Regions from separate parts of the Mus musculus genome. Here all the other regions are linked to region 6. A link is a contact called in public HiChIP or PLAC-seq, Micro-C and promoter capture Hi-C data. All regions are on one chromosome and are shown on one strand. The core of a region is the stretch at or near the end of the contact, and the rest is flanking DNA. Distances in the headings are between cores, read along the strand shown. Region 1 holds the start of Esrp1 (epithelial splicing regulatory protein 1). Region 2 holds the start of Gem (GTP binding protein (gene overexpressed in skeletal muscle)). Region 3 has its middle 31 kb from the start of Virma. Region 4 holds the start of Rad54b (RAD54 homolog B (S. cerevisiae)). Region 5 holds the start of Cdh17 (cadherin 17). Region 6 holds the start of 2610301B20Rik (RIKEN cDNA 2610301B20 gene). Region 7 has its middle 56 kb from the start of Gm35008.

Region 1 (3,398 bases), core at 503-3,002, 510 kb after region 6:
AGGTCACCTCAATTTCAACCGGGGATCCCGCCAGCTCCACGATGACCCAACAAACAGCCCCACAGGTTTGTACATGCAACCACTCCATGGGATCCCAATCAAGGCAGTAAAGAAGTAATGAGGAAGCTAAGCTTTTGGAAATTGGCTAAAATCAGGCGGGCACTCAGGTGCAAACCAAATTACAGCCATAGCTAGCATTAGCGCGGTATGACTGAGGGTCTACCCCTCTACAGCACTGCGCCTCCAACCCCAGGCGAGCTACAGACCCAGATACCAGGAGAGACTGGGTGAGCTCGGAGCTGGCACTGCAACTTCGCTGGCGGCCCGTGAGGTAAACCTCGCGCGGCGGATTCTCCTGCCCAAAGAACTACTCAGGAGGCAACAGGAGCTCGAGCCCATCTCAATCTCGAGACCCTGGGGGCCGGGAAGTCAAGCACCGCAGCCCTCCCCCGCCCCCCGGCCGGACTCCCACACACAAGGCTGGGAACCTCGCCACCCCACCCCAGAAACAAGCAGAGGCCGCCCCACGAGGGCGTGGAGCCGCAGGGTTGGGTCGGGTCGAGTATGGGGGCCACCTGGATGGGGGTGGGCGGCGTGGCCTGGCCAAAACTGTCACCTGTCGGAGGGCTTGGTCCAGCTGCGGCGCGGAAGACAGGTTTTCGGCGTCTATTTTAGTTTCTTCTTTACAATCCTCTGTCAGTTCCAACTGATCCGGTCTAACTAGTACTTCGTGCAGCTGTCCCACCTCGGGGAATAAGGGGTAGAAAACAAGGGGTCGGTTTCCCCCCTTTTCAATTTGGAAATCCTTCCTCCTCCCTGGCTTTTCCTGGACGGCTCGAGCTCTACAGGCACCTAACAGCAGAATCAAAGCTCCCTAGAAACCCAGGGATCTGGTCGCCCCACCCCCACCCTACCCGGATCAAGTCGCCCAGGCCAAGGAGGGGACCCTAGCGCCCCGGGGACCACCAGCCTGGCATAGGCGTTCTGCGACTCTCAGAGAACGCGGCTCGGCAGCGAGAGGCCTTTTTCTACCTGAGCCAAGTTTCAGAAGATTTAAACGGCTCCAAGGTGGTTGGCCAACAGGTTTGATTCTGCTATGGATTCTCTAGGCCTCGGGGCCCCGCTTCATAAGCGTGCAACCACTTAAAGAAAAGTGAAGAAAAGAAAAAAAAAAAAAAAAGGAAAGGGAAAAGAAACCGACTACCCTTTCTCCAACTTTCTTCAATAAAGTTGTTGCCCCGACTCCTCGTTTGGACCAGAACATAGTAAAGTACCTTCTTGTTGGCCAAATCCACGACTTTCCATAACAGCAGGATCAGCTCCTTCTCATCCGAACCCAGCTTGGCTCCGGTGGCCCCAGCAGTGATCCCAAAAAGCACCACCAAGTAATCCGGAGACGCCGTCATGACGATAGGTGGGGAGGGGGAGGAGGGGGGCCGGGAGGCGGCGAGGTGGGGTTGGAAGTGAGAACGAGAAAACCTGTGCTAAAACCCTCTTCCAAGAGAAAAAGAAAGCGCCCACCCCCCTCCTCGAGGCCGCCAGGGCAAAAGGCGGTAACCTGCCACCCAAGCCCACACCTGGCCGGCGCTCCACACCCTGGGCAGGAAGGGGGGTGGAAGGAGGGAAGAGCAGGCCTGCCCTTTTTGTATCCAATTGCTGGTGCGTCTAAGAAAAAACCCAGGAGCCGGGCTGCACCCCCGGGAGGCGCGCGCAATGGCTGAAAGCTTTTCTGTTTTGGGATGTGGCTCTACCTGCCCGCCCCTTTTCCCCCCTCCCCCACGTGGTGCAGGTAAGAGACACCTGGCGGCGCCCGGCCATTGGCTCCTTCAAACCACGACGTGGCAGCGGTGGGAGGGGAGCTGGGGGAGGGAGAAGAGAGGGCGGGAGACAAAGGCTGGATGAATGGGGAAGCAAGGGCTGGGGGAAGGGGAGGGAAAGAGAGAGGCGGGGAAGAGCTACTTGTCACCAGGAGGGTAGCCAAGGCCAGACCAAGGGGCGGGGGGCACGACGACGAGAAGGGTCCCTGCTCGAGGACGCAGCGTTGAGGGATTTGGAGGGTTGGCTTGGCCGAGGGTGTGTGGGGGGGGGGGGGGGAGGAGAAGCTGAGGGGTCGCGCGAATGACCAAGGTGCCTAAAGGTAAAAGAAGGCCAGAGGTGAGGCCCAGGGCGCGGCGCGTGGGAGGGACGGGTCTACGGCTGCCCGGGAAGCTGGTGCGGGTAATTGCGGAACCCGGCAAACGCCGCTCCTGAGCCCAGCACACCTTTCTGTGCAAACAGCCGGAGGAGGGTGTCCTGCTGGCCCTGCCCCTCACGGCGCGGGAGGCTGGCATTCGCTCTCTCCACCTCGGGGCGAGCCTCCGCCCCCACCCCCGAGCCGCAGAACCCGACGCTTGGCTGGCTAGGCAGGTCCTGGGATGCAATCACAGCCCTCGAAGCAGCTGGGGAACCTCGGGAGGAAGGACCTGTAGCCCCTTCTCTATTGCTATAATTGTTACATCTTCGTCGTGCTGGCTGCTAATTCGAGACCGGAACACCCTCTAGGACGCAGACACAGTTAACTGTGACTTGCCTTGGCTAAGAAGTACATCTGCCCCGCAGCCCTCATAGAGATTTTTCAGTCAGGCCAAACGCACTTTTCGTTAAATATCCTGCCTTTTGTTCTTGGAGCGTGTGACTTGGCCAACTTATGCCCATAGACTCCTGCGCCTCCACCACCAACCACCCCAGCCCTGCCACAAGCCACCAAGAGCTATATAAGGTTATGTTGACACTTTAGAAAAGTGCCATCGGTGGAGTTCCCTCGAGTTTTCTGTTTTAAACCGGTCTATTCTTAGGAGCCGAATTCCGTCTGAAATATTACTCGTTTGGCGCCCGGTGTGTGGCCTTGCATATCCTTGCAGTGAAAAGAAGCGGCCACACCCTTGCAACCGCAGGAACCTATTGGTACTCTCCTGGGGGACCCTTGTCAGGACAACCTAGAGACTACGCTTTCCCAGCGGGAGCTGACTCCCGGGAGTGGGGAGAGGAGTCGGAGGCCCGCGGCGCGCGTTTCCCGGTAGGATGAGGTGCGGCCGGAGACGGGGGCCGGCGGTGCAGGTGGCAGCCGCGTCCGGGATCGCAGGCGGAGGCCTGGCTCGCGCTCAGCTCCCGAGTCCCCGGGTGCCTCTCCTGGCCCCGCCCTAGCCCCGGTGTCTCCGAGCCTGCCTCCTTGTCCCCTGGAGTCGAGGGGGCTGGGACTGGGCGGGGAATCTGGAAAAACCACCCAGATTGCATTGCAGTGGGCGAGGCCGCTTGGAGGAGCCGGTTCTGCGGAGCCGCGTCGCCCCAGGGCTCTCTAGACGTGACCATCTCGGTTGCTCGGCTCTACCGAAGAGGCAACACCTGGCAAAGGCACGAGA
Region 2 (3,295 bases), core at 613-3,112, 830 kb after region 6:
GGTCTGAACTCAGGTCCTGTGCTCGCTTAGCAGCACGTTCCCACTGAGCAATCTTCACAGCTCCCCAATGTGAGCTTCTTGCTACTCCTTTTTTATTTTTTTAAATTTATTTTAAATTATGTGCCATTACCCCATCCCCCAATGTGAGATTCTTATCAGTGTGAAGAAGTAGGATTAAGAGATGGTGTGATTTGCTTACAGACACCACAGTGTTTCTGTTGAGAACAGTCGCCAGAGCAATAGACCTGGGAGGAAATGTGGATATCTGCGTGGAAATGCCTCTCCTCAGAGACGTATTCACAGTTGGGTAGTTGTCTCCCTGCCCCTCCTTCCTTCTCCATCATCTCCCTCATTGTTTCCATCTTTCTTCTCCCCCCCCCCCCCAGTCCTTTTTCCTCATTTTCTTTCTACATCCGTGTCCCTTCCCACCGTGTTAACATTGAGGAAAAACGTGGCTGGTGAAGAGCCGTATCCAGAGCTTTATGGTACCCAGAATAGACTTTAGTTTGGCCACCTAAAGTCTTCCTGAGTGGCCAAACTATAGTCTATTCTGGCTCTGGCTCTTATCTTCCTTGTGCATAAATAAATTTGGGGCTCTGCCTTTGAGACTAAGGCACTCTCCATCTTTCTTATTTGGTGGATTCTACCTTTGCCAGCTTGGTCCCTGACAGACCTGAGGTGCAGCTGGTCACTTGGATAATTCCCAAATCGCATAGATGCCTTCGTGACACCGTTGTAACCACAGAGCAGCCCAGCCACTCCAATAGACACTGGTGCTGGCTGCTTCCCGAGGGGCCGCCAGCCAACCCACAGCAGAAGCTGGCTGGAGAAGCAGATGGATGTGTTGGAAAGGCTAGCATGGACTCTAAACACAGCATGTGGGAAATGCCCACGTCCCCGGGAAATACCCATGTCCTGGGGAAGAGGTCACTTAGCAGTGCAGTTTAAAATGTACTTAAGGCAGGTTTCATTGCAGGGCCTCTTGTTCTCAATCCACAACTGTAGTAAGGGCAAGGTTCTCCAGGCCCACCAGAACCACAGGTCTTTGCAAATCTTAGCAAATGATAGAAGCAGTAGGGCTCTCTCAGGGGATTGAGCCTCCTTGTATCTCCCCATGGCTGGGAAGTCCTGGCTCTAGGCCAAAGTTCCAGCCATGCTGAGCAGCTCGGTTCTGAGATGCGCTGATTGGGGTGTGATTAAATTTCTGATGGAGGAGATTCAGCATTGTGGCCAAAACAGGGGGATGGCAGTGTTTAGCACAAGCTGCTTGGAGCCAACCTGCCCCTTTTCAAGATCCCCTACTCTTTCCTCCGACTCTTCTCTTTTGGATCTCTTCCAGAAGAAGGAAACAAAGCAGTATGTCCCAAGTCAGAGATAAGAAGTCAGGAAGCAGGAAGGGCCTGGTTGCTTCTCAGAGCATGCTCTGAAGGTGGTCTGTCCACTCAGGGTGGCTGTAGCCTCATCCTGGAGGCCGGAGTCCCGCTCACTCAGACGGATCTGTTTTCTTGGCAAAGCTGGACTCGCGGCTTGGGCCTGTTTCTTTCCTCATCCTTTATTCAGACAGCTTACAAGTGCTCTGCTGGGAAGGGCGATTAAGTAGCACTAAGTGTATTTTTCCAGTGTCCACCTGATAAAAAGAAAATAAAACAAAATCAACGATTGAACTGTCATTTTTTTTCTCCCTCACTCCCCTCAAGGGGATAGGGGAGTCACATGACTACGAGTAACTGATTTAGCCAAGTGGCTGCAACTCAGTTTGCTGCAGAGCCGCCCCCTCCCGGCGGGAGCGCTGACGTCACGGAAAAGCCCCGTCGCGGGGCTGCCGGGCGCGCTATAAACGGCGGCGGGCAGCGGAGGCTTCAGGAGGCGGCACTGCCAGCGGACATCACACAGCCTCGGACTGCGGAGCCCGCATCGCAGACGTCAGGCGTTGCAGCAGGCGGATCGACGGCAGACGCCCACCCAGCGCCCAGTGCAGCCAAGTAAGGGGCCATGGCTGAGGGGCAGTCCCAGTGGGAGCCTCTGTGGGAAGGGGCGTTCCTGGTCTCCGAACTTTTTAAGTTAGGAAGGCAGCCAGTCCCTAGACTCCCTAGGTCTGTACCGGGGGTTCTGCCGTGGGAGAAAGAAGTTCAGGCGCAAAGGATGCGCTTCTGATGGGGGTTTCTAAATTCAATTTCGGAGGAGTGTCACCTTACAGATTAGGTGGCCAGGCGGCAGACTTCAAGGTCTGCTGTCGCAAGTCTGTCAACCCAGGGACTGTTTTTAAGACTTAAAAAGAAACCGGCTGGTTCTGGATCGTGGCATAGGTGTGATGTATGGAGTAGGGTGTGTGAGCTGAGCGTGATCCTTGCGCTCACGCGGGGAGCTTGCTGAGTTAAAAACCATAGAGCGGTTATCTCGGGCAGTCTTGGCAGAACAGACTGCCTGTCAGGCAAGGCAGTCTTGCAAGGAAAAAGTTGTAGGAAGTTGTTGAGTGGCTTTTCACTGAGTCTCTGATCTTCTAATTTACGTCAGAAAGGTGCAATTTTTAAAATAAATAATTATATACAGTAAAAAAATCATGGAGTGGACGACGTTCCTTAAGAATGAAGCCCTTTTTGTACAAGTGTGATGTGTCTGAATGTGAGCAGGTCCTTCCCCTCTCAGAAGAACCAGCCTCAGGGCTGCTACGCTAAACAGTTTCTGTAGATAAGAGGGTAGAGCTGAGGCATAGCACTCAAACAGAAACTGTCCCACTCCCCAAATAACGGCCTCTTCAGTCAGGCAGCTGGAGGACATCAGGGCAACCTTACTAAACATGGAAGTTCCCCCAAAGTGCCTGTCCAGTCCAGCCAGGGGAGTGATGTCATTGCCGCGTGTTTCCCACTGAGGCTCAAGACTGCAGGATGCGGGGGCAATTAAGAGCCATGTTTAGACAAGAACAGTTAACCTGGCCAGCTGGTGCCCAGCAGCTCTAACTTGTTGCTGATGGTAATGTCATTTCTGGAGGCAATGGGTTCCTTCCAGCTGCCTCTGTGCCAACTCCCGGTGGGATTTCCAAAGCTCCTTTAAGGACAGAGGGAGCTTATGGGCAATGGATGGATGGTGTTACTGCTACTACAAACGACAGCCTGATTGAGAAGCTAGTTACTGAGTGTGTGTGTGTGTGTTGTTGTTGTTGTTGAAAATTTTGCTTTCTAGGCTTAGGGACAGTTTAGTGGTTGATTCTTACATTAAGAATTCATACCCATCAAATGAAGCACCAAAGACAACTGTGTTGAGCGCCCCTGGGCCTGGCTCATTCTTAATCATATTG
Region 3 (3,679 bases), core at 653-3,152, 580 kb after region 6:
CTGCCAGGCTGGGAGCACATTTCAGCAAAGTGCTTGTCGTGCTTGTCCCCAGCAACCACATTAAAAAGGCATGGTGACACCAGGAGACAGTAGCGGTAGCACAGGGCCTTAATCCCAGAACTCTAGAGGCAGAGGCAGAGGCAGGCAAATCTCTAACTTCGAGACCAGCTTGGTATAAAGAGTGAGTTCCTGGACAGCCAGAGCTACACAGAGAACCCTTAACTCAGAAAATAACAAGAAAGAAAGAAAGAAAGAAAGAAAGAAAGAAAGAACAAAAGAAAGAAGGGAGGGAGGGAGAGAGGGAGGGAAGAAGGAAGGAAGGAAGGAAGGAAAAAGAAAGAAGGAAGGAAAAAAAACCACAGGCATGGTAGCACATACTTGTAGTTCTTGTGTGGAGGAGGCAGGTAGAACTTCCTGGGAAGGGAGGAGGGTGGGACAGAGGGAGGGGGGACAGAGAGTGATGCAGATACAGACACAGACAGACAGACAGACAGACAGACAGACACAGACAGAGACAGAGACAAAGAGTTTAGATACATATTTAGGCTTCAAAGTCAACTACCTACCTAAAGTAGCTGCTTCACCCCTGCTGATAATAGTCTTAGAGTTTGCTTCCCTCTCCTGGCCAGATCCAGTCAGTACACTGCGGTGATTCCCAGGCTGCTTTCGTGGCTCTAAATCCTTACCATCCTTCTGTCGTTCTCCTTTGAGGAAGGTCTTTATCTGTCAGAGAGCTTCAGTTTAGAGATTTCTTTCCCTTTCCCTTCCCCTTTCCCTTCCCCTTTCCCTTTCCCTTCCCCTTTCCCTTCCCCTTCCCCTTCCCCTTTCCCTTTCCCTTTCTCTTTTTCTCCTTTTCTCCTTCTTTTTCTTTTTCTTTTTCTTTTTCTTTTTCTTTTTCTTTTTCTTTTTCTTTTTCTTTTTCTTTTTCTTTTTCTTTTTCTTTCTGATCAAGCATTCTGTCCTAAACTTTAGGACAACGTTAGCATTTTGGTTTGAATCCCATAAGGACGCAAGTAGAAGACAAGGTTTGAGTGCATGAAACATTGAGACAGTGAGACCCACAGGAACGTGCCAACATCAGCCAGTGAACTGGGAAATAGAAAATGATCGCTGACATCCGTATTTTCAATTTCTTGAGGAACAAGTAAAACACTGTGCTTATTTGTATTTTGTTAAGGAATATCTGTTTAGTCTTGTGATTTTTAAGTTGTAAACTTCATGAGTGCAGGAGTTTGCTTGTTTGAGACAGAGGCTCCCTAAATAGCCTAGGCTGGCATCAAACTCACAATCCTCCTGCCTCAGACTCCCATTGTTGAAAATTACAGTCGTGTGCCCAATAATACCTAGGTAGTATAATAGTTTTAAAATAATATAAATATAAATAATATTAATGTTCTCACTAGGTAACAAAGCAACTTAAGGAAGGAAGGGTTTAATGTAGGCTCACAGTCTACCATGGGTGGGAAGGCACCCAGGCGGGGACGTGGACACATGGTGTTTGATGCTAGGACACCCAGAGGAGAGCTAATGTTCAACTTTCTTTCTTTCTCCCCACCCCCACTCACCCCAGGACACCAGCCGTGGACTGATACTTCCCTCATGTAGAGTAAATCTTTCCAGCTCATTGGACTGAATCTAGAAACCCCACGTTCCCCCAAAGACATGCCCAGCGTTTGATTCCTAGATCCTGTCGACAGTATCAACGCTCATACTAGCGGTCCGGAATGTTAGATACTGGTCACCTAACTCTGGAACCTGATTTCTCATCCTATAGAAAAGCAGTTAGTCAGAAAGCCCTGACTAAACTCAAGTGCCAAATCGCAGCAGTGAGATGATGAGGAGGCAGGAATCCGAGCAAGGGCTTCATTGTTGTTGGCTGTAACTGGTGAAGGGGCGTAGCTTGGGCACTGGCCAATCTGAGGCAAGGAGGAAGCGGCCATAGGTGAATGAATACAGTCTCGTGTGGCAAGTCCTGTGGGGAAGTGAGTGTGCTTTCTTTCTTCCTAGAGCCTGTGACCAGCCCTCAGGGAGATGACATGTGCCGCAACATTCTTTCTGTGACCCTGTGCGGGCAGTGGTGATACACGCTCATGCTTGGTCCGTGCAGGTCCTCTGAGCTTTCCTGCATGTGGCTCCTCTGCCAACCCCTCTCCTCAGTCTATCTATGCAAGACTGGCTTCTGATCCCACGAGTCGCTTATTAAGTGTAACTGTGTTATGTAGTTCCTTCACCACACCGCCGATTCTCCCTCGGGACTCTGTTTGCTTTCTTCCTTGTGGCTTTTAATTTTTAATTGAATTTATTGATTTTCATAATAGCCTGTTTGAGCTTTTGTATCAAAGTACCATAAATTCGATAGGTTATAAGCCATAAAAAATTATTTCTCACCCTTCTGGAGCCTGGGAGTCTGAGAACAGGTTGCAGGCCACGCAGGATGGGGGCTTCGAAATCTGGAATTAGTATTCAATGAACAGGATAGCCAAGAGGAAGGCTGGAAGCTATTTCTTCTGGAGCAACTCCCAACAGATAGATCATGCACAGGAAAGTGAGTGCTAAGAAAATGGCCTTTCCTGCAGCTAGGGAGATGGCTCAGTGATTGAAAGAACTTACTGTTCCATTCCCAGCACGAGCATGACGGCTCACAATTGTCTACAACACTAGCTCTGGGGGATCTGAGATTACTAGGTCCACACATGGAACCTGCACATACACACATGTAGGCATACAGGTAAAATACAAGTAACATTATGCAGAGCAAGTTACATTTAGGAATGTGTATGTATCTACACATACATATATGCAATATATATGTATGTACCCATACATATATGCATATAGCAACAATTAATTAAAAAAAAGAGGCCATGAATTTGAAAGAGAGCAAGGAGGGACATGTGGGAAGGTTTGGAGGGAGGAAAGAGGAAGGCAAAATATTATAATTATACTCCTAAAAATAAAAGAAATAAAAAATAAATATTTTTTTACAAATAAATAGAAGGCTGCCTTACCTTTTGAACTACCACCCTGCTCCATAGCTTCTTTTCCCTTTTTCTTTCTTTTTTCTTTTCTTTTTTTTTTCTTTTTTTTTTCTTTTGAGACAGGTTTTCTCTGTGTAACAGTCCAGGCTGCCCTGGAAACTCTCTCTCTCCCTCTCTCTCCCTCTCTCTCTCTCTCTCTGATTTATTATGTATACAACATTCTGCCTCCATGTATGGCTGCTGATCAGAAGAGGGCACCAGATCTCATTATAGATGGTTATGAGCCACCATGTGGTTGCTGGGAATTGAACTCAAGACCTCTGGAAGACTCAGTGCTCCCAACTGCTGAGCCATCTCTCTAGCCACTTATTTTTTATTATGACTTGTCCAGTCCCCCCAATTAATTGAGGCAGAACCCTAAGGATTTATTTAGCATGCTTTACTGGGCAATTACCCCTATACCATTTTTCTATCCTAGACTGGCTCTTCCTAAATAACTTGCTATTTGAGTCTCGCCTCGGCTGCTCCACCAGTCTGTCCTCAGGATGCACTTCTCCTGGCCCATCAAATAGAAACCTCCTCCTGTCTTTTTTTTTTTTTTTAAAGATTTATTTATAGCTGGGCGTGGTGGTGCACGCCTTAATCCCAGCACTTGGGAGGCAGAGGCAAGCGGATTTCTGAGTTCAAGGCCAGCCTGGTCT
Region 4 (3,346 bases), core at 317-2,816, 680 kb after region 6:
TACCTCACACCTGTCAGTGACTCCAGTTCCAGGGCTTCTGACACCCTCACACAGGCATGTATGCAGGCAAAGCAGCAGTGCACATGAGATACAAATAAGCCATAGAAAAATGTCCATATTTAATCTTTGTACCTGTAGCTTTTCAGATGAAGTGAAATGCTAACTATGAAGAAGAAACTTTAGTTCACACTCAGAAAGCTAGAAGAATTTTAGCACGAGGTTGCATAGCAGGGTGACTGCAGAGAGAGTTGTACAGTATATCTCAAAAAGCCAGAAGGAAGGGTTTCCAAAGTTTTCACCCTAAAAAAAAAATAAGAATTTAAAGCGGTAGGTGTGTTTACCTTGATTACAATACATACACAAGTAAAAGCGTCTCATGGTGCCCATTAATGCGTAGAATTTTTGTGTCTATGTCATTTTAACAAGACTATTTACTTATTTATGTGTCTGCCTGTTTGCTTTTTGAGACAGTCTTGCTATGTAGCCCAGGCTGCTCTCTTATGGTGATCCTTCTGCCTTAACCTCCTGAGTGTTGGGATTATAAGTGTGTGCCAGCATACCTGACTTCACCCCGTGGAAAGAGAGGCACCATAGTAGCAGCAAACAACAGCTTTCCACCTGCAGCGGCCGGAGGGGTCTCACCAGAGACCTCTGCTCAGATGAGGCTGTGCTTCTTAACTTTGCCAAAGAAAATAATTTCAGAAGTCAGTGGGAAGCCAAATTTGAGTTAAGAGATGTTAATGTAGATTTAAGCAAGGCTTTAATAGAAACTGCATCGCTAATTGTGTGAGTGAGTGTGTGTGAGTGTGTGCATCTTAAGAGAAAAAAATCACTAAATATCTTACAACGGTCATATACAACACTGGTGGCTTCTGAAGTTAGACTGGTCAAAGGTTTCTAAAAAACCTTGTTTTCGGAGGAAGGGTCTACTTAAGTTTTATGTCTATGGGTGTTTTGCAGGCACTTAAGTTGGTGTACTTCATGTGTGCAGTGTCCAGAGACACCAGAACAGGATGCATTTTAATTGTCAAACGTGTATAAAATCTAGTGAATGACCTTTAACCACTCTCTCTTTTCAAAGGATCTATCTCCAGAATTCTTAGAGCAGAAGGATCAGCAAGACTTTGTCTATCAAGACCTTGTCTACAATACTTTAAGATAGTGTCTTTTTTTTTTTAAGTTTAAAGGAGCTCTTCTCCTTTTCACGAGAGTCCAATAATCACGCATCTGTTTTTATACTCCTAGACCTTAAAAGGGCTTGTAAAACAGGGGCTGCAACTACTGTAGCTCAGTGTCACTTGAGTAACAGGATTTCGTGTACCTCAGTGGTGCACACACTTCTATGATCCGAATCCTAATTTATTGATTTAAGTTGTGAGGCTTATCGCCTCAGCTAGGACCTGAAGACTGAAACCAAATCGGTTCGTTTTAGATCTAGCAGTCAACCGGAACCAAACCTAGACCCACGTAAAAGGAAGTGCAAAGGTACCTGCAACGGTTGTCCAATCAGAGTCGGGGGCGGGACCAGCACTGCACGCCGTGGTGCGCATGCTCGGCGCCCGGCCCGTGGTTGGCTGTAGGAAGGCGGGAAGCTCGAGCTGGTCGGCGGCAGGCGTTGGTACCTGCTGCGGGGCGCTCGCGATTTCGGTCAGCCTGCGGGGTAGGTCTCTGCAGCGGAGGCCCGGGGAGGCGCGTGCGGGGCCTGGTGCAGGATGGCGCGGGTCCCGGGGAGCTGGGCGAGGCGGCGGGAGCGCCCTCGCTGGCTGGGCAGGGGGCAGGGGGGCGGGTCCTGCGGGCCGAGCGATCTCGGAGGCCACGGCCCCCGAGGCCGCCTGGGGCCAGAGAACATCAGGTGTCAGCCAAGAGCTTGTGGAACCATCTAGCACCTCCCCTAGGCGAATTACCCACCCACTAGTTCTCTCTCGCCCTCTCTCCGCTCCTGGTTTCAACAAACAAACAAAAACACACCATTTACATTAATTATGGAGGATTTTGTAGGTAGGTAGATTGGAGTCCCAAAGTCTAAGGGGAATTTACAGTATGAAATGGAAATCTTATTACCCAACGTGGCTGGAAGCCAAAAAGCAGAAATAGCAAGGCCTGTTGCTAGCTGTTGGAGTTTTATTTATTTTCTTGCATCCTAGAAGTTGCCACACCCTCTTCCCCATGTAGTCCAGAGGAAGGCAGAGATTCTGGCTATGATTCTATAATCCCTCTTGTCTTTCCTCTCCTGGGACCTTTGTTGTTTCTGATTTCATAGGATTTTGTGGATTAAACAGGCAACAGTAATTATAAGTAATAATATTACAGAAAGTATTTGAGTACTGTGTGTCAAGCTTTGTTCTGAATTCTTAAATTAATCTCACCGTTGCATAGTCGTATGCTTGAGTGTGATTAAGAGTGAATAAGACACAAGAGGAGACACGGATTTAAGCTAACTGCAGAATCACCTGCTGGGAAGGTCATTGGTGCACAGTTATTAAGGCAAACATGATGTGCTCCAGATATCAGCCTGGGCTGGCCGTTTTCCTTGGGAGACCTAATCTCAGCCGTAGCGTGTTACAAGCCTCAGAAATCGCAGCATTTCAATAGAGCTGCCAAGTGGCTTTACATCTAGGGCCTGTAAAAAAGGTCTCAGCAAAACTAGTTTACAAACCAGCTAGAGCCGGTCGGAGATGGAAGATCTCAAGTTCAGAGCCAGTCTAGGATCTATAGAGAGCCCTTGTCCTAGAAAACAAAACAAACTAGTAAAGATGCTAATATGTTTTGGGAAATAAACTAATTTCTGTAGTTCACCTTTTTAAAAAAAAGATTTATTTTATGTACACTGTAGCTGTCTTCAGACACACCAGAAGAGGGCATCAGATCCCATGACAGATGGTTGTGAGCCACCATGTGGTTGCTGGGAATTGAACTCAGGACCTCTGGAAGAGTAGTCAGTGCTCTTACCCGCTGAGCCATCTCTCCAGCCCCTGTAGTTTACTTTTAAATGCATCAACAAATTAGATCAACAAAGCACCAGTTTCATAATTTGCTTTAAGGTTGTGCTTGTAGTGATGGTTTGTATTTGAAGAAACCACAGAGCATGACGTCCACCCAAATCTTTTAAATGAGTTAAAATTTGCATCAGATAGTTAATGTATTTCATTTTAACATTAATGAAATTGAGAATAGCTTTCAATGCAATGGTGGATATAAAATAATGCCATATTTGAAAATTTATGGCATTTTAGATTTAACAAAATATGATATATTTAACCAGTGTAGTTTGTTATAAAGATAACATTGTCTTTGTGGGAAATTTGAAGTTTGAAAAGAACTCAGAATAAAAATCACATTTTAATCT
Region 5 (3,784 bases), core at 1,047-3,546, 880 kb after region 6:
GTTTTGTCAACCTGTGGCATATGGGAGGAACGTATCCCCTTTATAGGGTAACTACAATTAAACTCTTTTATATGAATACTAATGTTTCATATGTGTGTGCATGCTTAGGTTTGTGCGGATATGCATGCATGTGCATACCCCAGGAGCTTGTCTGTTTGACATAGGGTCTCCCAACTGGGACTAAGGAACTAACTAGTTAGGCAAGACTGGTTGTCCAGCAAACTCTAGAGATGTTTCTGTCTCTACTTTCTCAGTTCTGGGGTTATGAGTCCGTGCTGTTTTTTTTTACGTGGGCACCAGAGACCAAACCTCTCATTCTCATGCTAACAGGTACAGCTTACAGGTACAGCTCAGCACTGACTGCCCCTTATTCAATTGTTCTTGTCATAAAAATCCTATGTCCTCTGCTTTCAAAGGGGAAATCACTAGTTTTATTACCTATATTATCCTTATTCCTGTTATTATCCTGTTATTACCAAGAAGGTGTTAAACTCCTGTTGTCACTGCATGCAAATTAATTTCTAAAACTCAGCGGTATCTACCCTGACCCATGTTAACAGGAATCGTCTGTCTTTGGAGTGAGTCTGGGAGGATACTGGTTTGATGCTAGTAATGCTTCTCTCAGAACCATGTGACCCTCTTACTCCAGAGAAGACAGGAAACAACAATTCAGAAACTCAATCGCATGCAACATGGTTGGCTGGCTTGGGACTTCTCAGGGTTTAACCAATTATGAGTTCGAAGTCAAGAACAAAAGTAGCAGAACTAGGGACACAAGCAGGATCGTGGTCATCTCCTGATAAGAATGGACCCATGGGGGGATTTTTACTCTTATTAGTCACAGGAACAGGAAGAACATAATCCAGGTCTGAATGCTGTCTTTGTTGTAAATCAGATAGGCCTGGTAGGATAGACTGTATTGTCACAGGCTGAGTGACTCCACCAGATAGAAAATCTCTCCTTACTCTGTTTCCTGTGTCTAAGCTGGAATCTATTCATAGACTTGAGAAGACTAGCTGAAGAGATACCTTTAACTTATATGCCCATGTGCCATGGCCCTGGTGGCATGGTATTATTACTGAAAACAACAGCAATCTATAAATTTACCCGTCTATGAATCTGCTTTTCCTAAAGCAAAACAAAAGCAAAAACACCCCCCAACACACACAAAAACTTTGTAGACTTAAAAATTATATTTTACACACATTATTAAAAGACTACTAGGCAAGAAGCCAACTCCTTCCAGAGAAGTTCTGTGAGGAGAGATGCAATTGATTGATTCCAGGAAGTGAATCATCAGGCAGGATGAAGCTATTTGATTTTGTGTCCCAAGGTCATTTTGTCTAGCAGATGGGAAAGCAGAGATGGTCAAAATTTGAGAAGTTCTTGGCCGAGTTAATCTTACTTCTCTAAACACAGTGAGCTTAGCCGTGAGACTGAGGAGGGAGGGCAGTTCCACTGTTAGAGCACCCAGGAAAGCTGTTCAGGAGATCTTAGAGGGAGGGAGCTCCCATTAAGAGTGCTCTGAAGCCAGCAATGGAAGGGAAGGGAAACAGCAGTTCAGGAGACATCCAGACACACTTCAGAAGGTCCCCAGAAACAGGGTAAACTTTGACCTATGTGACCTCTGCCTGGTATCACTTCACATTTTCAAGATGGTTTCCTGGAGGCACTGAAGAGTGGGACTTAGCCATCAGTCAGAAAGACGCCTTGGCTTAAGATGTCTGTGGCAGTAGCTTCAAAACAAAACAAAACAAAACAAAACAAAACAAAACAAAACAAAACAGAACAGAACTGTGTTTGTTGGGTTACCGTGTCTTTCAGAAGTTGGAACAGCCACTGTGTCTTTCAGCATGGCATCTGGGCCATCTACAAAATCACTTGTCAGTGTCTGTCAGTGGGTGACACTGTCAGCAAACTTGGTGCCTTGTAGTTTGGACTTGTACAGAACCTATACGCATACTTGTTGACAGTCTCCTTTGCAGACACTACAATAAGTGATTGTGTAAAATGTTAGCAACCCTCTTTGATGCCACAGAGCTCACACTCCAGAGATAGTTGGATACACACTCAACTTCCTCATTTAAACTTCTTAACTCCTAACTTATTCATATATTTAAAACAACACCACCACCACCAACAACTCAGCAACCAGTTTGAAAGCATGTTTGGTATGAATGGGTATAAAGTAACTTCTTTCCTGGACTGAATGTAATGATACCTTTTATGATACCCAGTGACTCTCAGATATCAATAAAAATGTTGTGGTTAATGTTTGACTGGGGGGGTGGGTGAAGGGAGAGGCTAGAGGAGCAGAACAGGTTGAGGAAGTGTCTCTTAGGGTTCTTCAGCCACAGCAAGTGTCTCCACGGCTGAATGGACGACAAAAACTTCTAAGCAGCATTTCTTACTTACTGAAAGGTAAGGGTGAATTGTCCTCAGTATTCTTCCAGAAGTTTGTAAGAATGATAACTTAGATGATGGGTGGATGGCTTAAGAAGGGCTGATAAATGTATCCCTTGAGGCCAAGTGTGTACAGCTACAAAAGGTGCTTGTCCCTGGTGTCCTTAGCTTTTGGGGAGGACACAGTTCCTTTCTCTAATAGTTATTTCTCATGAGTCTGTATTTCAGACACTCACTGGATGAAAGTGGCTTTTGGTCGAACTGAACTTGGAGTGGAACTAAGGGAACATTGGGTTCTCTGAGGTGTAAATGAGTGTGAGCACCTGTCATTAGGGATCAGCATCTAAAACTGGTCTGAGAACATTTCCAGAACTATGTTGTAGGAATTGGAGTTAGAATCCTAGTCTCATAAGTTGTGGTGTCTCTCACATGTCTTTAGAGATCATTCAGTCTACTTTTTGGAGGAGACAAATCCAGTGTTGGATTCTTAACACTGTCTGGAACGTGGAAGGGTTGGCACAGAGGAGAAAGGAGACTTTTAAAGAAAGCACTAGAAGAAGAGCGAAAGGGAGACCAGTCCCACCTTGCAGGTGGGAAAGGGAAGTTGCTGTGGGGGTGGGGTGGGGTGCTTCTGGTTCCCTTCATAGCAGATGAACTGTCTGCTAATGAGGGATTCTCAAGATATCATATGCGCACTGGGAATCTTCATAGTTTTGGCCATTGCCAGTGTGTTTTGATTACAGGTGACTTTATAGAAATGACACAGATGCTCCCTGTAGTAGGGTGTACCAAGCAAACTGTTTGGGCAATACTTTCTTTCATACTTTTCTATAAAAATGTAAGTAGCAAGTAAGGCATTGTTTAAAAGAAGAAAGTGCACACTGGGATAACAAGAAAAACAGTCAACATTGAGGTGTTCTAAAGAAATAAAAGGACTCCTTTTCTGGAGAGTCTACAGTTAACTGGGGGACATGCATTTTATGAGTCTTTGGGGTTGGTCAGTTGGGTTGGGCCCATTTCATCATTGATTGGCTAGAGCACATGAGGCTGTGCACTTATGTTCTCTGAACCTTAATCTTTTTCATTTAGATAACAGATAATCTGCCCAAGTGGGTGACCATGAGGAACAAATGCATAGGTAAAGTGCTTGCTGTAATGGTAGCCCCTCAGTGAAGGTTGGCTTTCTTTTTCAGGAGAAAGTCCAGATACTGAGTCAGGTCAAGCTGAGGTGTTACTGTTTGCTCTGTAAGAAAACAAAAACAAAAACAAAAACACCCGCCTTGTGCTTATGATTCTCCTGCATGTTAGGATTATATGTGTGTACCACCACAGCCTTCTAGAAAGATCATTCTCTATTGTGTGCGTGTGTGTGCGCGCACAC
Region 6 (3,826 bases), core at 773-3,272:
AACATCTTGTTCTCTTTTTTTAAGTATTATAAAATTGATGAGAAGACATCCAAAGTAGAGGCTGTTCCTGCAAAGCCGCCGCACACCATGCAGCTCACCACCGCCTATAGCTCCAGCTCCAGTCACCTGAACATACATGTACATACTCACACACAGCCATACACATGCATATACATACACGCGCATTAAAACTAATACAAATGTATCTTTAGAAAGGCTTGTCTTCAATTAAAAAAAAAAAAAAGATTCCCAAGGTAAAATGGCAGATTAGACGTTTCCTTCATGTGACTGAGTAAGAAAAGAGAAAAAAGGGAGAGTAGAGCAATCAAGAAAGTGCGGTCAGGACAACCAACAAGCATGGAATAGAAATGCCATGGGCATGGAGTATATGAAAAACTGGCGACAGCTCCAACCAGCTCCCAGGCCCCTGGGAGCATGAAACGGGAAGCAATGACCACAGGTTGATTCTGAAAGCCTTGTGAAAAAAGACTGCTAGGTCTAACCTCAGAAGAAAAAAAAAAAAAAAACAAACTCACAGTTCTTACAAATTTTATGATGTAAACAGGCTCGACAGCAGCAAGGCCACGCAGAGAAACAGCTAGAGTTTGCCAGACATTACCTTTGTTTTACTATAACATTACATTTTAAGTAATGGTTGCACTCAACAATAGGCCGCCAAAAAAAAAAAAAAAAAAAAAAAAAAAAAAAAAAAAAAACCATCATCCTTCCAAAGGCTTCTGGTGAGCTGTTACCTACCATTTTTATATTGCGCACCGTTACATGTTGCTCCTCGGGAAATTTAAAACTATTTTGAACGAATTAAGTAAATGAAACTAACAAATCACCTGGCTCAGATGTCTGCCGAACTCAGAGTGCCGACTTCTTGGCTAATACAACTTTAGAAATGCAATGTGCTCGCTATGTTCATGAAGCGGTGCTGTGATCTAGGTCTGTGTTACAAACCGACTCCAGGGAGGCTGAGGTAGGAGAGACCTCAAGTTCTAAGGCTAGCCCAGGCTATATAGATATGACTGCCTGCTCAAACCATAAGAATTGAAAATACTGTGGGGGCTTGTTTTGTTTGTTTTGCTTTATTTTGTTTTGGGTTTTGCACCGTGGTTTATATTCTTTTTCAAAGTAGTGCTTCATATCCTGGTGAGACAGTCTTGCGATTCATAAATTGATAGGAATCACTATTTTATTGGTAATGAGAGAAAAACGGTCTAGGAGCTGCTTGTCAAAGGAAAACTAGAAGTGTGCGGGGAAGCTGGGAGGCTGGCCAGAGGTCCTGCAATTCCAGTCTCTCTACTGCAAATGCCTCTATCAATAAGAAAGTAGCCGGGGCCCCTCTCTCGCTTCTCTCCCTCCCTTTCTCCTCTCGACCGCACCCCCCCCCCCACCCCCCACTCTAGCTTTGAAGACTCAGCTCCAACACTTTTATGTCACAGAAAAGAGGGGCAGAATTCTTCAAAGCACAATGTTCGAATGTGCTTAAGCTTTTTCACTCCGATCCAAGCCAGCTTGAGTGCGGCATAAGTTTCCAATGCAGAGTCTACATAGAATCTTCCTGCCAAAATTAGCATCACCAGTAGTCGTGGCCGAGTGGTTAAGGCGATGGACTAGAAATCCATTGGGGTCTCCCCGCGCAGGTTCGAATCCTGCCGACTACGGAAGGGAATGTTTTTTGCCACCGAATGAATAATTTTGGATCTGCAGATTCCCCGATGAAACATACAGCCTGCCAAAGCGACCAGGGGTCGCCACGGGGTGGAAAGAGAGGCTGTTGGGGTGGAAAGAGAGACTGTTTGTGATCAGGCGCCGGAGCGGAGCGGGAGAGGTGAAGGGCAAAGCGGGCCCACAGGCTGCGTGGACGGCAAGGGAAGCGCTCCGGGCACGCAGGACCCACCGACAACATCCGCGGCGGCCGGCCTCAGCGGGTCCCCGGGCCTCGGGACCCCCTGCCACCGCGAGTGCGCGCCCGTCAGCGCCGCGGCAGCGCGCGCGCCCCCCGAGTCGCCCGGAGGTTTGCGCAGGCGCGGAAGGTTGTGGGGAACCCGCTCCCGGGCGCGTCGGTTTCTCGCGTTGCCGTGGAAACCACCGGCCAGCGAGGCTCGGGAGAGAAAGACGCGTCTGTTCAAGATGGCGAAGGACCTGGACGAACTTCTGGATGAAGTCGAGACCAAGTTCTGCAGACTCGACCCCTTGAGGCTGGACCTGGGTGAGCGGCCCAAAGGCGACGGCGGCGGCGGCTCGCACAGCGGCGACCGGAACGGAGCCCAGGAGAAAGAAACTCTCAGGTTAACGCAGGCGGGTGGACGGTTCTGCTACAGCCCTGCTCGGGGCGCCTAAGCCGGCCTCCGCCGCCGCGCGCCCCCGCGGCCTGGGCTACTGTCCTAGCCCTCGACGGCCCTCGGGTCACGGCTCAGACCCCGCCCCTGGGCGAGCCTGAGGGAGCTGAGACCCTACCTGACAGCCCTAACCTGACGTGGATCGGGGTGTCCCTCCCCTGAGACACGACAGGGCCACGCTGACCAGACCCACAGCGTTCTCATCGGCGAGGGGCCCTGACTGCAAATGTCGTGCCTCTCACGCCGTTACCAGGCAACCCTTAGGGAACCGGTAGGCCAGCTGTTAGAAGACCATTTTATTGTCTGATTTGTTTAAGCTCGAGGAGTTAGATGAGAGTATATTTAATTATTAAGAGTATCCATTGCAAATATCTGAATTAAATAAATTGCCCAGTTGCCTGCCATTCCCCGTGTCTCCAAAGTTAAGGGACCCAGCAAATGTCCTATTATATCCAGGTCGAAGTTTAAAGACACTTAAATCTTTGGGGATTTGAACAACAACAATAAAAAGCAGGCGTCGTTGCATTATCCTTTAAAGTGAGATCTTAGGCTCAGTAATAACTCCTGCTAGGACCTGCCGCTTGCCTAGACCATTGGGGGAAAGGCTGGTGTTTCTTCCATTAATGTATAAGGTATTACTTTGCAGTGTTTGCTTTGTGTTTGGCTTGGTTTTGTTCCTTTGTGGTTGGAGAGAATTTGTCAGGCCTTTTCATCTTGGAACCAACATAAAGAAGCTTAGACTGTCTCCACACTGAAAGGATGGCCATTTCTGTGGCTTCTCCCCAGCCATGTGATCTTTCCTGCCTGTGTCTGACTACCAGACTCCACCCACACCCTCCTCTCCCTGCCCCCACCTTAGCACATTTATAATGCCTAAAGTGAATCACAACTGTTATCACTTGTGTTAAACTTTTTATCAGGGACAATGATTAGAAGTTGTGCAAAAAACAACAGCAAATACCCTAAGCCAAGTTTTAAATACAGTTCCTTTCTGGTATGGAATGCCATCACTGAAGTTTTACACTAAGCCAAAGGAAATCATTTGTGAGTTTATGAACAGACCACCTGCTGGTTGCATGGCTTAACTTACCATCTCTAGATGATAGCTGTGATAATAATTGCTAATGTTTACTTCTCTCTGTGCTAAGTCCCCGATATGGGTTACCCCTATCGCCCAATGAGGTGAATGGTGTTCTCTCTTCATTCACCAAATCTAGGTGGCCTGATAGCGTTGGTCTAAGAATGAGTTTGAGGCTCAGCTGGGTAATTTAGTAAGACCAGGTTTCAACTAAATAATACTCATCATCATCTTCTTAGTAATTCATCTGTCTCAAGGCCAGCCTGGTCTACAGAGTAAGTTCCAGGATAGCCAAGGCTACACAGAGAAATCCTGTCTCAAAAAGTAAACCAAAAAAAAAATTCATCTGCTTCTTGAACTTCTTGAATTATATGAGAAAAGAGCCTAGACAGTCTGTCGT
Region 7 (3,707 bases), core at 602-3,101, 670 kb before region 6:
CACACCACAGTCAAAGGCATATTTTCTGGACAGCAGACAGCCTCAGAGCTAAGCAATGCTACAGCTGTTCTTGCCCCACAATCCATTGATTAGAAGACATGATATTTTAAAGAGGTATCAGTTGTCTCTCTGTAACCATTTGTGAATTGTAGCGTGCTTGCATATTTTATTGGTATTTACTGTGTTAAATGAGGAAACAAAATAAACTAACAAGTACCTGCATTTAACAAAATGATCAAGAAGTATTGATCTCCTAATACCATAGCTTCACACTAGGACAATAGTAAATTCTACAACCCATCCCCACACTCTAAGAGTCAGGAGCCCATACAAATCCCATAGAGAATCTGCACAAAGTAATCTGGTCAATGTTATATACCCTAGCAGTTGCACATTTATTCAACATCATGATCCCATATATGTGTGAGTATATATATATTGAATGTGGATCATTCTTTCATACAATATATCCCAATCACAGTTTCTCTTCTCTCAGCTCTTCCTAGCTCCCCACACCTCTCCTGCCTGCAGATCCACCTCCCTCCCCCATGGTTTCCTCTTCAAAAGCTAAGCAAGGACAAAACAAGATATAATAAGACAAGGTGAAAGCCAAACCAAGGGGAAGAAAGAAGTTTCAAGCGTAGGCAAAAGGATCAGAGATCTACCGCTTCCCACTATTAGGAGTCCTATTAAAACAGCATGCTAATAGTCTTAGCATATACACAGAGGACTTGGTGTAAACCCATGCAGGCCCCATGTTAGTCACGTTCATCTCTGAGCCCATGTGGCCTGCTTAATTGATTTGGTGGCACATGTTATCCTGGTGTCCTCTATTCCTGCTGACTCCTATAATCTTTCCTCCCCACCTTCCATGGGGTTCCCCAGTATCCAAGGGAAGTGACCCAGTGAAGTCCTCCAATTTAAACTCTTTCCAAATAATGTCTGGCTGTGGGTCTCTGCACTTGATACCATCTGCTGCTGAAGGAAACCTCTCTGATCACAAGTAGGCATGGCACTGATTTATGAGTGAAGCTGAATATCATTAGGAATCACGTCTGTTTCTGTGTCTGTCACTGTGTGTGTGTGTGTGTGTGTGTGTGTGTGTTGTGACTCTACCCTAGGTCTCTGAGTATCCAGTCTCTGTTTCCTGGCCAACCAGGCAGTGTAGGGCATGTGCTCTCTCTCATGGTATGGGGCTCAAGAAAAAACAAACGTTTGTTGACCACTTCCACAAGTCCTGCACCACCATTGCCCTAGCACATCTTGCGGGCAGAGCAGATTGTAGGTGAAGGGTTCTGTGGCTGACTTGGTGCTCAGGTTTCTATTTCTATAGCCTACAGAGTATAGCAAAAAATCTAGAACATAGGGGTGAAGGCTCCAAGCCAGTACCAGATCAACTGCTCTGTGTTCAATGGGCTGAATAAAAGTTGCTCTCGGCAATGGACCCTGCTGTCAGTTTTCAGAGAGAGAGACCTTCTGTCCTAGCATCAGCCTGGGTTATTTGGGGATCCCTATGGGACTGTTTTGGCCAACAGTTCAACTGAATGTAACCCAGAGTCACCACTGGAAGTCATGCCTCACCACAAAATAATGCCTGTACCAGACTCTGTATCTTCCATTACTAGGAGTCATCACTAGGGCCATCCTCATAGATTCCAGGAAATTTATACTACACTAGGGCTCCACATCACCTCCATATTCCCCCCTCCAGTCCAGTTGTCTCTCCCTACACTCTCTCCTCTTTGCCTATTTTTTCAATGCCTGTTTAAAATCACTCAAAATTTAACAGTTTGAAGAGAAATCTCTAACAATATTGGCCTGAACTTCTTCACAGATACCCCATCTATGTCTTCAAGAGTCTTTGAGACAGCTTTGCTCTCCTTTCGAGAGGCGTCTGTCTCTGCATAGATGCAGAAGTCGTTTTTATTCTTTCTTCCTTTCAAATGACATTTCCTAGTTTTATGCTGTATTCCTGTGCTGGCTGGAGACAGCTCAGTAGCTAAGAGCACTTACTGCTCTCGCAGAGGACTGGCGTTTAGTTCCCAGCACCTACTTTAAGCAGCTTACAACTGAAGTTGTGTAGAAATCCATGTCAGGATTTGGGATACCAGGCTGGAGGTGAGTGGGGCTGTGTTGAGGCAGAAACACACCATGGGGTCCTGCACTGAGAAGGTGCAAGTGATTCTTTTAGGCTGGCCCTGGCATCCACAGTAATTGCTAACAGACCACATTTCCCCCTGGCTGCTATTCACCCCTCCCCCAGCTCCTAGCATGTTAACAGTGTGCTTTATTTCTGAGTTATTAAAAATTACATCTTTTTTATATTGATTCTTGACAGTTGCCAGCTGACCTCTAATTGTTTCCAGGTCTGAGGTTTCAAATGTACTGATTTCCTTTTTGATATTTTAATCATTTTCTGTCCCCTGCTCACTCTCTCCCCTGCTGATTCGCCTTGTCTTTGGAATTTCTCAAACCCCAGCTTTCTTTTTCCCCCTCTTTAAATGTTTCTTTCCATTCTGAAGGGCACTAGTCATGCAGTGGACGAGCACTTGCAGTCTCCATGGTCCTCTGGCTCATTTTGAACAATCACTGTTCACAACACAAAGTCTGGACCAGGAACTTTCCTTTCCAGGACAGAACTGCACTCAGCTTCCTCTGGGAGGCCTCTACAGCAAAAAAGCATGCAACCTCTTTAGGTCAAATGATGCTTGGGCAAAATGAATTTCTTAGCATTATATCCAAGCAGACTCTGGACTAAGATGGTTGTTTGTGGGGATGTGTAAGAACAGTGAATTAAATTTGACTGCTTTGGTAACAATGGAATTGGAGTTGACATGAGTTAAAGCAAGTCTACCTCAATGAAGGTGTAAAAGATTCAATGACAGCTCGTTTTAAGAGCTTAGCAAATGTGTGCATTGATTTGATATCTTGTCCTCAAGTGCTTGAGACAGCTTGTGGGTAATACCCAGCAATGAATAAATAATTGGTGAGTTGAGTATTATTTTAACCCTTTCCCTTTTTATTCATTTGACAATTTGAGAATGAGACACATTTAGTAATATTTAGCAGGAAAATCCCATGTGCCTACTAAGTGACTTTCTCTTCTTGATATCTATTGGCAGTTCCTCTTTATGGCCCAAGAATATATCCTAAATGATATCCTAACACTTTCTTTAGAAGCACAGACATGTGTCTAAGTAGACAAATTCAATGAGTGAAGATGAAAGGGACCTTGGAAATGACTAGGTTTAACACTACAGCTGTTACCATGGAAGTAAAATAGTTTTCATTAGTCCCATAGATCTGTGGAGAAAGACTATCAAAACATGGCTGAATTAATTAAAACCATCTTTTAAAAATTCATGTACACAGGCTATCTATCTCCCCTTAAAGCAGGGTTCAAGAGACCATCATTGGGCATGAGGAAAGTGAGCGTTTTTAGAGCTCAGGAGAAGGTGGTTTCCAAATGAGTGATTTGGCAGGCATGTGGGGGTCACATTAACTACCATTTGTAATTAAGGTTACAGGTGGGATATAGCCCGATCCTTCAGAAACACATTTCCTCATAAACAGGAATGAATTTAGTTGGCTTTTACTATTAGATGGCTTTCAAGCCCAAACTGGAGGCACATGGCTTATTATTTTCCCCCGAAGAGTCTTGACTACACAGAATGCTTGCATGGCCACAGAACATTTATCCACAGAAC

The links. Promoter capture Hi-C pulls out the DNA fragments that hold promoters and counts their contacts. A called contact is a pair of places that touch in the nucleus more often than the background predicts. HiChIP or PLAC-seq counts read pairs in DNA pulled down with a chosen protein or histone mark.
Region 1: a contact with region 6 is called in a Micro-C map of embryonic stem cells, with 5 times the contacts expected there. The contact joins the promoter of Esrp1 here to the promoter of 2610301B20Rik in region 6. A contact is called at or near these places in 1 of 484 Hi-C or Micro-C datasets (embryonic stem cells), 2 of 115 datasets of contacts at active chromatin or transcription factors (bone marrow-derived macrophages and pro-B cells) and 2 of 9 other capture datasets (adipose tissue and liver).
Region 2: a FOXA1 HiChIP or PLAC-seq map of pancreatic cancer cells shows a contact between it and region 6. The contact joins the promoter of Gem here to the promoter of 2610301B20Rik in region 6. A contact is called at or near these places in 2 of 115 datasets of contacts at active chromatin or transcription factors (pancreatic cancer cells and thymic regulatory T cells).
Region 3: a promoter capture Hi-C map of pre-B cells shows a contact between it and region 6, with 5 times the contacts expected there. The contact joins the enhancer-like site here to the promoter of 2610301B20Rik in region 6. A contact is called at or near these places in 2 of 39 promoter capture datasets (neutrophils and pre-B cells), 3 of 115 datasets of contacts at active chromatin or transcription factors (embryonic stem cells, large pre-B cells and pancreatic cancer cells) and 1 of 9 other capture datasets (liver).
Region 4: a promoter capture Hi-C map of pre-B cells shows a contact between it and region 6, with 2.9 times the contacts expected there. The contact joins the promoter of Rad54b here to the promoter of 2610301B20Rik in region 6. A contact is called at or near these places in 5 of 39 promoter capture datasets (the C10 cell line, fetal liver, hematopoietic stem and progenitor cells and 2 more), 2 of 484 Hi-C or Micro-C datasets (CD4 T cells and pre-B cells), 3 of 115 datasets of contacts at active chromatin or transcription factors (bone marrow-derived macrophages, large pre-B cells and memory CD8 T cells) and 1 of 9 other capture datasets (liver).
Region 5: an H3K4me3 HiChIP or PLAC-seq map of bone marrow-derived macrophages shows a contact between it and region 6, with 3 times the contacts expected there. The contact joins the promoter of Cdh17 here to the promoter of 2610301B20Rik in region 6. A contact is called at or near these places in 1 of 484 Hi-C or Micro-C datasets (pre-B cells) and 2 of 115 datasets of contacts at active chromatin or transcription factors (bone marrow-derived macrophages and pancreatic cancer cells).
Region 7: a contact with region 6 is called in a promoter capture Hi-C map of cranial neural crest. The contact joins the enhancer-like site here to the promoter of 2610301B20Rik in region 6. A contact is called at or near these places in 2 of 39 promoter capture datasets (cranial neural crest and second pharyngeal arch cranial neural crest), 4 of 115 datasets of contacts at active chromatin or transcription factors (embryonic limb bud, epiblast stem cells, forebrain and 1 more) and 1 of 9 other capture datasets (embryonic stem cells).

The regions. Positions count from the first base shown.
Region 1 is chr4:11,385,031-11,388,428 of GRCm38.p6, forward strand. Esrp1 (epithelial splicing regulatory protein 1) reads right to left here and starts at 1,753. Exons shown (of 16, transcript NM_194055.3): 1 at 1,275-1,753; 2 at 617-745. The coding sequence starts at 1,406. It overlaps Gm35631 (a long non-coding RNA gene), which reads left to right and starts at 2,102. Exons shown (of 2, transcript XR_390400.3): 1 at 2,102-2,154; 2 at 2,835-3,398. RefSeq lists an enhancer at 1,993-2,022.
Region 2 is chr4:11,702,585-11,705,879 of GRCm38.p6, forward strand. Gem (GTP binding protein (gene overexpressed in skeletal muscle)) reads left to right here and starts at 1,863. Exons shown (of 5, transcript NM_010276.4): 1 at 1,863-1,982.
Region 3 is chr4:11,453,394-11,457,072 of GRCm38.p6, forward strand. No RefSeq gene overlaps it. Among named protein-coding and RNA genes, the nearest start is that of Virma, 31 kb to the right of the region's middle. Within about 2 kb of position 1,903, at least 163 of the 459 cell types and tissues checked have an H3K27ac peak or open chromatin away from gene starts, as enhancers often do. A contact at or near this core is called in pancreatic cancer cells and pre-B cells, where this site is marked.
Region 4 is chr4:11,557,354-11,560,699 of GRCm38.p6, forward strand. It overlaps Rad54b (RAD54 homolog B (S. cerevisiae)), which reads left to right and starts at 1,567. Exons shown (of 15, transcript NM_001039556.3): 1 at 1,567-1,660. It overlaps LOC115489931 (predicted GPI-anchored protein 58), which reads right to left and starts at 2,466. Exons shown (of 3, transcript XM_030253962.1): 1 at 2,451-2,466; 2 at 1,490-1,939. The coding sequence starts at 2,466. Gm35693 (a long non-coding RNA gene) reads right to left here and starts at 1,473. Exons shown (of 3, transcript XR_390401.4): 1 at 1,322-1,473; 2 at 561-678; 3 at 99-300.
Region 5 is chr4:11,755,861-11,759,644 of GRCm38.p6, forward strand. Cdh17 (cadherin 17) reads left to right here and starts at 2,297. Exons shown (of 18, transcript NM_019753.4): 1 at 2,297-2,421.
Region 6 is chr4:10,872,476-10,876,301 of GRCm38.p6, forward strand. 2610301B20Rik (RIKEN cDNA 2610301B20 gene) reads left to right here and starts at 2,023. Exons shown (of 6, transcript NM_026005.3): 1 at 2,023-2,297. The coding sequence starts at 2,140. n-TSaga9 (a tRNA gene) reads left to right here and starts at 1,589; the gene lies at 1,589-1,670.
Region 7 is chr4:10,202,195-10,205,901 of GRCm38.p6, forward strand. No RefSeq gene overlaps it. Among named protein-coding and RNA genes, the nearest start is that of Gm35008, 56 kb to the left of the region's middle. Within about 2 kb of position 1,852, at least 3 of the 459 cell types and tissues checked have an H3K27ac peak or open chromatin away from gene starts, as enhancers often do.